Linked DNA regions of Sus scrofa: all the other regions are linked to region 1. A link is a contact called in public targeted proximity ligation data. All regions are on one chromosome and are shown on one strand. The core of a region is the stretch at or near the end of the contact, and the rest is flanking DNA. Distances in the headings are between cores, read along the strand shown.

Evidence for each region.
Region 2: a contact with region 1 is called in a targeted proximity ligation map of alveolar macrophages. A contact is called at or near these places in 2 of 47 Hi-C or Micro-C datasets (heart right ventricle and omental adipose tissue) and 1 of 2 datasets of targeted methods (alveolar macrophages).
Region 3: a targeted proximity ligation map of alveolar macrophages shows a contact between it and region 1. A contact is called at or near these places in 2 of 2 datasets of targeted methods (alveolar macrophages and skeletal muscle).

Annotation. Positions count from the first base shown.
Region 1 is chr5:68,688,643-68,691,351 of Sscrofa11.1, forward strand. The region is part of intron 1 of WNT5B (protein Wnt-5b); the gene reads left to right. Among named protein-coding and RNA genes, the nearest start is that of FBXL14, 12 kb to the left of the region's middle.
Region 2 is chr5:68,166,238-68,168,937 of Sscrofa11.1, forward strand. RAD52 (RAD52 homolog, DNA repair protein) reads right to left here and starts at 1,411. Exons shown (of 13, transcript NM_001123182.1): 1 at 1,220-1,411.
Region 3 is chr5:68,135,868-68,138,567 of Sscrofa11.1, forward strand. All of the region lies in intron 27 of WNK1 (serine/threonine-protein kinase WNK1), which reads left to right. Among named protein-coding and RNA genes, the nearest start is that of RAD52, 30 kb to the right of the region's middle.

The DNA of each region.
Region 1 (2,709 bases), core at 14-2,513:
CTCTGCGCCAGGGAGTAGACGAAGATGCGGAAGGTGTTTCTGCCTCTGAGTAGTCAGCACCCAGCACCGTGCTGGAAAATAATGACCATGTTATCCGAGGTGTGAGGGCCAACAGAGTCATCTTACAAATAAAATCTTGTCAGTTTAGAGGACCATGACAGAGAAGCCTTGGATTTGGACAGGTGATGATGGGAGGAAGGTCATTGCACAGGGTGGAAACCTACCTAAAGAACAGGCTGTGTTTTCCTTCCTAGTTTGGGAAAAAATAAGAATGCTATGATCACAAACATACATTGTTGTACATTGTTCTGGTCCTTCAGAGTTGAAACATCAGTTAGGTTAATTTTAAAAGTCACCAAAATTTTTCTCAGTTTTGAAGAATTCTTTGCTTTTTTGTCTTACTTTTATTTTCTTTTGAGGATAAGAAACCTTTGGAGTCCCGCCTGTAGTGAGTGTGGTGGGTTAAGAATCTGACTGCAGCGGCTTGGGTTGATCCCTGACCTGGTTGCCATAGCTGCTGTTTAGGTCGTGGCTGTGGCTCAGATTCAATCCCTGGTCTAGGAACTTCCTTATGTCGTGGGTGTGACCATTGAAAAAAAAAAAAAGTCAAATTTTTAGTTCACTGTTTGGACTTTGCTACTGTTTTTAGAACAGAGGTCGTTCTTCTTCTCCTTTTGCCCAGCTCGCCCCTCCCTGGCGGTAGAGTTGGATGCTGCACATCCTGGGGTGGGGTGGGGGTAACGGGGATAGGAAGAGGGAGCCCCTGGGAAGGCCTGGGTCCAGGTCCCAGGGGACTTCCCTAAGTGCCTGTGACTCGAGGCTCCCCAGGCAGTGTCCCCCAGACCTGCAGTCACAACTTGTGCCTTGGATCCCGGCTGTCCCATTGCGTGACCTCCAGCAAAGGCTTTGAGCTTCAATTTCCTCTTCTCTAAAATGAGAGTGACTCCTGGTCACAGAGCTGTTGTGAGAACTCATTGAGAAAAACCAGGCACAGGAAGGGAAGGGTCCTGGTGCAGAGCCTGGCCCTGGGTAGGGGCCTAAGAAATGCTGTTTGGGTGCTTTCTTCTATAAATGTCCCATCAGAAAAAGCCCCCACAGAGGTGCCCCCACATTCTGCTGACAGTTCAACATTTTAAAATGTTATTTCCTGTTTTTAAGAAACGTGCAGCGGAAACAGCAAACGCACAAGAGCCTAGTGAGAGGGTCCTTCAATTGGCGAGCCTTCTGTCCCTTTGCCCTGGATTTCTGCAGGTCAGGAAGCATCATGGTCATTCAGTCAGGCAGTCCTGGACCAGGCGTCTGCTGGACCAACGTCCATCCTGCTGCCTCTGACCTAGGTTCTCACCACCACCTCTCACGCTTCTTTGGCTTCTCCAGCTTGCATGTGCCTCAGGCTAACTCTGAGGTCTTTGAGGCGGAAGGTCCTAGAGGGGCTGGGAATTTGCATGTCCGTCCAGCGGGTCCCCAGGTGCGGCTGCCATGCAGCTTGCTTTTCTTCCTCCTGCTTTAAAACTTTTGTTCAGTTAGAGAGCTCTCCCTTTTTTAGTAAAATACAAATAATATACATTAAAAGTTATGTTCCCTTCTCCCTCTTGCTTTTTAGTCCTCTGGTATGAATGCTGAAAAGTCAGTGATGTAGTGAAAGAACATGGGGTTTTAGTTAGATTCTGGGTTCAAACCTTGACTCTATCACTTATTAGCTCTGTGACTTTGGACAAGCTGTTTAACTGCTTGGAGCCTCAGTTTTCTTGTCTGTGAAGTGGGACTGGTGGTTTTGATGTCTGGGGAGACTGTGTGAGGACTGAGTGGGATAATGCATGTTACCTCCTCGTCCAGCTCCTGGCCCTCATGAAAGTAGCCAATATTTATTGATCGTTTGTTGTGTATTAGACATTCTGTAAAGGTTTTCAAGTATACGAACTTCTTTATTCCGCACAGTGAATGACTGACCTGCATGGCTATGAAGCAGGTTCCATGATTACCTGCATTTCCAGGTGGGGAAACCAGGGCACAGAGAAGTAACCTACTCAAGACCAAACAGCCTGCAGAGCTGGAACTGGAACTCCATAGTCTAGATCTAGAGACCACTTTCTAAACCACTGTGTTCGCTGCCCTGATGACATGTAAAAGTTCATCATCCCACCTCACTAGGATGCAGTTTCTATGTGACACCAAATAAAGAGGGTCTGTGGAAGCCGCAAATGAGATGCTGACTCTTCCATGAACAGGTGTGGGCCATGGCAAGGGGTGGCTTTCGTCAGAACACCTGAGGCCCTGGTTGCTTAGCTGGCCAGAGCAGGTTGTCTGTGTGTGTGTGTGTGTGTGTGTGTGTGGTGCTCACTGTGGGTGGTATGCTGATACTCAGCCACATCTCCAAGCCTCCAGCTGGATGCCTGCCTGCTCCGGCCTCGCTTAGTCCCCAGGAATGGTGTAATTATGTCCCCCTCTAGTGGTTACTTCCCTATCAGCCCTTTATCCCTGGAACAGCCCTCTGGGTGACAGTGACCTCTGGGTGAGCAGACCCTGGAGGGGCCAGTGCTGGGGAGAGAGGGGAGGGATCGGAAGAGAACAGAGCACTCAGGGAATAAGGATTAGTCTATTCCTACGGAGAAGGGGAGCAGGAAAGGCAGAACATCTGGAGAAAGGAGGGGCTCCTACATATCCGTTTTTTTAACCGTTTGTTTTTCTTTGAAGTATAGTTAATTTACA
Region 2 (2,700 bases), core at 161-2,660, 520 kb before region 1:
CATAAAACTGTGCAAAATGCAGCAACAAATATACCACAACAAAGACACTGGTTTACAGTATGAGCAAGAAGGCAGAGGACGCCTTGCTGGACACTCCACACACTGCCAGAGCATTGGAGCATCTGCTTGGGGCTACAAAGAAGTTTTAGCCAGTCAATTCACAAATACAGAATTCACAGATGATGAAAATAGGCTAGGTGTTTTATGAGATCAAACCTCTCCCACAGCTGTTACGTTTTTCATAAACTCGTCTCCAAGTCCACTCAGTTCCCATCACTAGATGACAGGTCTGACTGCATCTCCGATGGGACCTGCACACAAACGCTTCTCTGCTTGTTACCACCACAGTCAATGGTCTAGTAAGCGATGCACTGAGAACAGAGGACTTCACAAAGCCAGCCTTTTCTGAAAGATACCAGACCTGGGGCCAATGAAATACCTGATCCAACCCGAGTTAAATGTGATAAGAACTTAGTTTTACATTGTTTGTGCCTAGGGCTGAATTCTATGATGAAAGAGCCCTTAAATTAAGCCGAAAAGTGCAAAAACGCAAATGCCCATCAATTAATGAAGAAGCAAAACATGGTATATCCCGACAACGAAAGATTATTATTGGGCCACGAGAGTACGGGACACGCGCCACAGCTCGGATGAACCTTGGGGACACAGTGCCAAGTGAAGGAGCCAGACACAAAAAGCCACATACTGCATGATCCCACTTATGCAAAACATCCAGATCTGGCAAATTCAGAGGCAGAAAGAAGACTGGTGGGGCTGGGGGAGGGGGATGAGGAGCCCGCTAATGAGCTCGGGCTTCTTTCCCAGGTGATGAAAATGTTCTGCGTTAGATAACGGTAACGGCCGCCCAACTCTGTGAATACAATAAAGACCACTCAATGTTCACTTTGGATGAACAACTTTAATCATATATAAATTCTATCTCAATTTAAAAAAAAAAAAAGTCTAGAAACGCTGAATACGCGCTGAACTGTCAAATCCCTAAGTGGGTAATTCTACACACCGGAGTACAACTGTCTACGCGCCCTCGGCCCCGGTCAACCGGCAGCAAGTAACCGCAGCCCCAACCCCGCCCCGCCCCGCCCCGCCCCGCCCCGCCCACGGCCACGGCACCCTCCCCTCAGCACATGCCCCGGGTCGGTACCACTAAGCCGGGACCGGGAGACGAGCTTCCCACCCGGCGGAGATCCCACTCACGCACCGTTCCCCCTGAACGCGCAGAAGGGGTCTCGGGACGGCCGCGCAGAGGACCCTGGGAAGAAGGTCCGAGCGAGAGCCGACTTGAACGCGCGGAAGGACACGCGTGATGACGGCGTCAGAGAAACTGGAAAAAGTGCGAGAGAGAGAGAGAGAGAGAGAGCGAGCGAGAGAGAGAGAGCGAGAGACGTACTCGCAGAAGGGCGATAAAGCAGGCCGCGCAGAGGACCCTGGGAGGAAGGTCCAACGGGAGTACCCAAAACCAGAATGGCGTGTGGCGCGGAAGAACACTTTGGGTTCCCGCGCAAAGAGTCCTGGGAGGAAGGTCAGAACGAGGGTAAACCAGACCGGGGTGTGGGAAGAAGGTCTAACGCGAATGAACTGAGAAGACCTGTACTCGCGGAAGGGTACGCGGCGCGGCCGCGCAGAAGACCCTGGGAAGACGGTCCAAAGAGAGCGTGCCGCACCACGGCTGTGAACGGGCGGAGGAGCCGCAAGTTGTGGTCGGGGTAGAGGAACAGAGCCATCTGTTGAGAGCCGTAAAGCAAGTTGTTTGGCAGCGCGATGCTGACTTCCGTGTCAGCGGCTCTCTGCGCTTGGCCCCTGCGCGCCCTGCGCCCCTGTGGTCTCTGCTGGCCACCAGCGAGCTCCTGCCCGGCCTCCCGAGCGGAGCTCGGCTCCGTGTACCCCAGGCCGCTATGGCGGAGATTAGAGCTGTACCGGGACCAGGCTCAACAGCCCGGGCAGCGCCCCATCGCCGGGTCCCGAGGTCCCCAGATGCCCGCACAGACGGAGATGCTTAGAGGCGGCGATCCGTGGGCAGGACATCCCGCAGCAGCGCTCGTAGCGAGACTAAGGAGTCGCATCTCGGGAGTTCCTATGGTGGCTCAGTGAAACCTAATCCGAATAGTATCCATGAGGAAGCGGGTCCGATCCCTGGCCTCGCTCAGTAGGTTAAGGATCTGGCGTTGCGCTGAGCTGTGGTGTAGGTCGCAGACACGGCTCAGATCCCGAGTTGCTGCGGCTGTGACGTAGGCCCGTGGCTACAGCTCCTTTGTAATCCCTAGCTTGGGAACCTCCATATGCCACGGGTGTGGCCCTGAAAAGCAAAAACAACAACAACAGTTGCATCACAACCCCAAGCTGAGTGCGGAAAACTTGAACATACTCAGTTACTGACGTTTTCAAATTGTTGTTCCGGTGACCCCCTCGCCGCGGTTCTGCGCAGTAACCAGGCATTTCCTGGAGGGGTGCTCACGATTCCCGTGCATTTGATAAAGAAAGGCATGGCTGCTTTCAGATGGTGCTGGGACACAGTGATTGGGTTAGAGTCCCTATCAAAATATGCATAAGAATAATTACAACTGGAGTTCCCTGGTGGGTTAAGGATCCGGTGTCCCTGCCCTGGCGTGAGAACTTCTGTATGCAGAGGGCAAAGCCAAACAATAATAATAATGAAGTGAAATCAATTACAATTGAATTCGA
Region 3 (2,700 bases), core at 9-2,508, 550 kb before region 1:
GTCCTTGATTGCAAAGCCTTTTGCCCTTGAGGTCTTTGAACCCCGAAGCCTCACAACTCCTGGATTTCCAGCTTCCATTTGGCTGGTGCTGCACCCTTCTCTGGTTTCGTCTTTAACACGCTCAGTTGCTGTCACTGGCTGTCCCTCCAGATTTTAGGTCACCACATAGTGCCCTAGATGACAGCCCCACTGTGGGGGAGGGGAGGGCACCCGTGGATGTGTGTAGAAGGATCAGGGGTGCCTAGCTCCTTAGGGAGAGAGTCCTGTAGTCAGAAGTCACCACGTGTGCCAGCCGCTGCGGGCACACTGGAAAGTCAGCAGGGATTACAGCAGCCAGAGTCATGCCCTCATATCACAGTGGGAGGCAGCTGCTGGGCAGTGAGGACAGGGACAGCATTGTAGACAGGTGGCTTCTCGTGAAAGTGTGGACAGTTCTACGGCCCAGCAGGCCACCGAGAGGTTCCTCCAGAAAACTCTGTGCTTGGGACACTGGGCAGTAAGTTGTGGCTCGTAATAGGCTCTTGTTACTGGATTTGTGGGGGTGGGGGAATGTGTTAAGGCAGGAGAAGAGTTCAGCTAGGGAATTTTGGGTGGTAAAGGATGCTACTTTTAGAGCTTTTCAGCAGAACCGAAAAAAGGCTTAAAGGTTAGCCAGCAGCCTCTCTGGAAGGCAAGCAGCGTTCTCAGAAATATCTACGTGCTGCCAGTGTCCTTAAAACATTTTACTGCTACAGTGGACCAAACAAGCACACTACGCATTTTCCTAGATTTTATTACTAAGTCAGCTTTTCCTGGGAGTTAATTTCTGGTCAGAAAGGAGTGTGTTTGTTTCCTTCTCTAATGTGGAGATCTGTTTTCAGAAGCCAGAATAAGAATGTTAGCTGTATGGTTGCCTCTCCCTCGTGGTATAAACCCCACTTTCAGAATCCAGTATCACGTAACATGGATGAAAATGAAAAATGAAATTCGGTTATAAAGGGGCCTCACAGCATCAAAGGCGACTAGCATGAGACTAGAGAGTGTGACCCCAGCATGAACGAGTTGTGTCCAGCAGTGTTCACCTCTGCCAGCTTCTGTATTTGGCTTTTGAAAGCTCTGCTCACTTGTGACTATTTGTTTCGTTTTCATTGTCTCACTGACCATCCAGCTCCTGAAGCAATACTCATTCGAGGAGGATGCTGTCCTCATGCGTGTGACACGCTTGCTTTCTGGTTTCCTCATAACCACCACTGCCTGTGCTTCCCTCCCACACTGTCTCACTCCTGCCTCCCCACTTTTCCACCTGGGTTTCCTGTCCGTAGGGAACTGACTCTTCCCTTCACACTGTATGTGCAGTAACCCCCTCCCCCCACCCCCCAGCCCCGTGGCTCTGCGAGCACTGAGGCCACGCCTGCAGTAGTCCTGTGTCTTGCCTTGGTGGTAAGAAGCATGTGACCTTCCTCACTCTGCAGCTTCACCTCGGAACTAGCTGTTCCCCAGTGCAGACGTGCTTGTGTGTGCCATTCCCCGGGTGTAGGGTGTAAACTGGACTCAGGACCAGTAATAGATTAGAGGGCTTTTAATGGCAGAGTTGCTTCAGGTGTGCTGCTGTGCTCTGGTGCTGCCTTGACCTTGAAAACAGGAACGTGTGTATTTAAATATTTAGCCCCCGCATTATTTGGATGTCTTAAGTCCTAGAGGCTCACAACTTACTATAGTAGCTTTTATTTATTCTGTAGCAAATGTGAGATGTGGTAAGAAAGTGGGGGGTGAGGGGAAAAAAACAAGACCATGACTCTTCTTTCCCTCTTCCCTAAACTTGCCTCCTCGAATAATCTTCAGTGTGCCCTCCAGCAGAGCCGAAATCAGGCAGGCCACAGACTTCTCCTTTGTTTCTCATCACACCATAGAGATAGAACTCCTTCATCACAACCCCCGAGCTTCCTCCTCCCCTGGCACCCCTACCGCAGCTGGATGTCCTGTTGCTTCCACATGAGAGTGCTTGCTCTTCTGGGAAGAGGGGGGGGAAGGTGAGCCAATTGAAACTGAGGTCACCTTCAGGAAAGCCACGTCCTCCTGGAGTTGAAAGACTCAGGCACACCACAGAGAACCTTCCTCATGAGTGCTCACGTTTTTGACTCATAGGAAATCGGGAGAGATTGAAGCCTTAACTCTCCCAAGTTTATGTTCGCAATTTCTGTTTATGCATCCAGGTGAAAAAGTTTTCTGAACAGAGCATGCCTTCTCTTATCGTCCCTTTCTGTGAAAGAACGGCTAAAGACCACATGGCATCACGCGGTTTGGGAGCCCATTTTCCCTGGCCTGTCTTTGCATTCCTTCAACTCCTCCATGAACCATGCCCTTCTTTTGCCCTACTCTGTAATATTCTAGAGCAGCCAGCCTCATTGGCCATCCCACTGGCCCTGTTCAAGGTGGCGCTGGGAGTAGAGGCCTGGTGGTGAGTTTCCAAGATGCCACGAGAGTGGGCAGAAAGAGGTTCCCACCCCTTGCCCTTTGTCCCCCTTAGATGTCCAGCCTCATCTGCAGCTCCCGAAGAGAACCTGTTTTTATCATCCTGTTTTGCCTAAGTAAGATTTGGCTAATAAATAAGATCCTGGAACCTCCTTTCTTGCATGGCTTCCCAGTTCATCCTCCCCATTCTGTGGCTTGCCATTCATCATCCTAAGAAGTGTTTCCTCTTCCTGAAGTTACAGCCCAAGC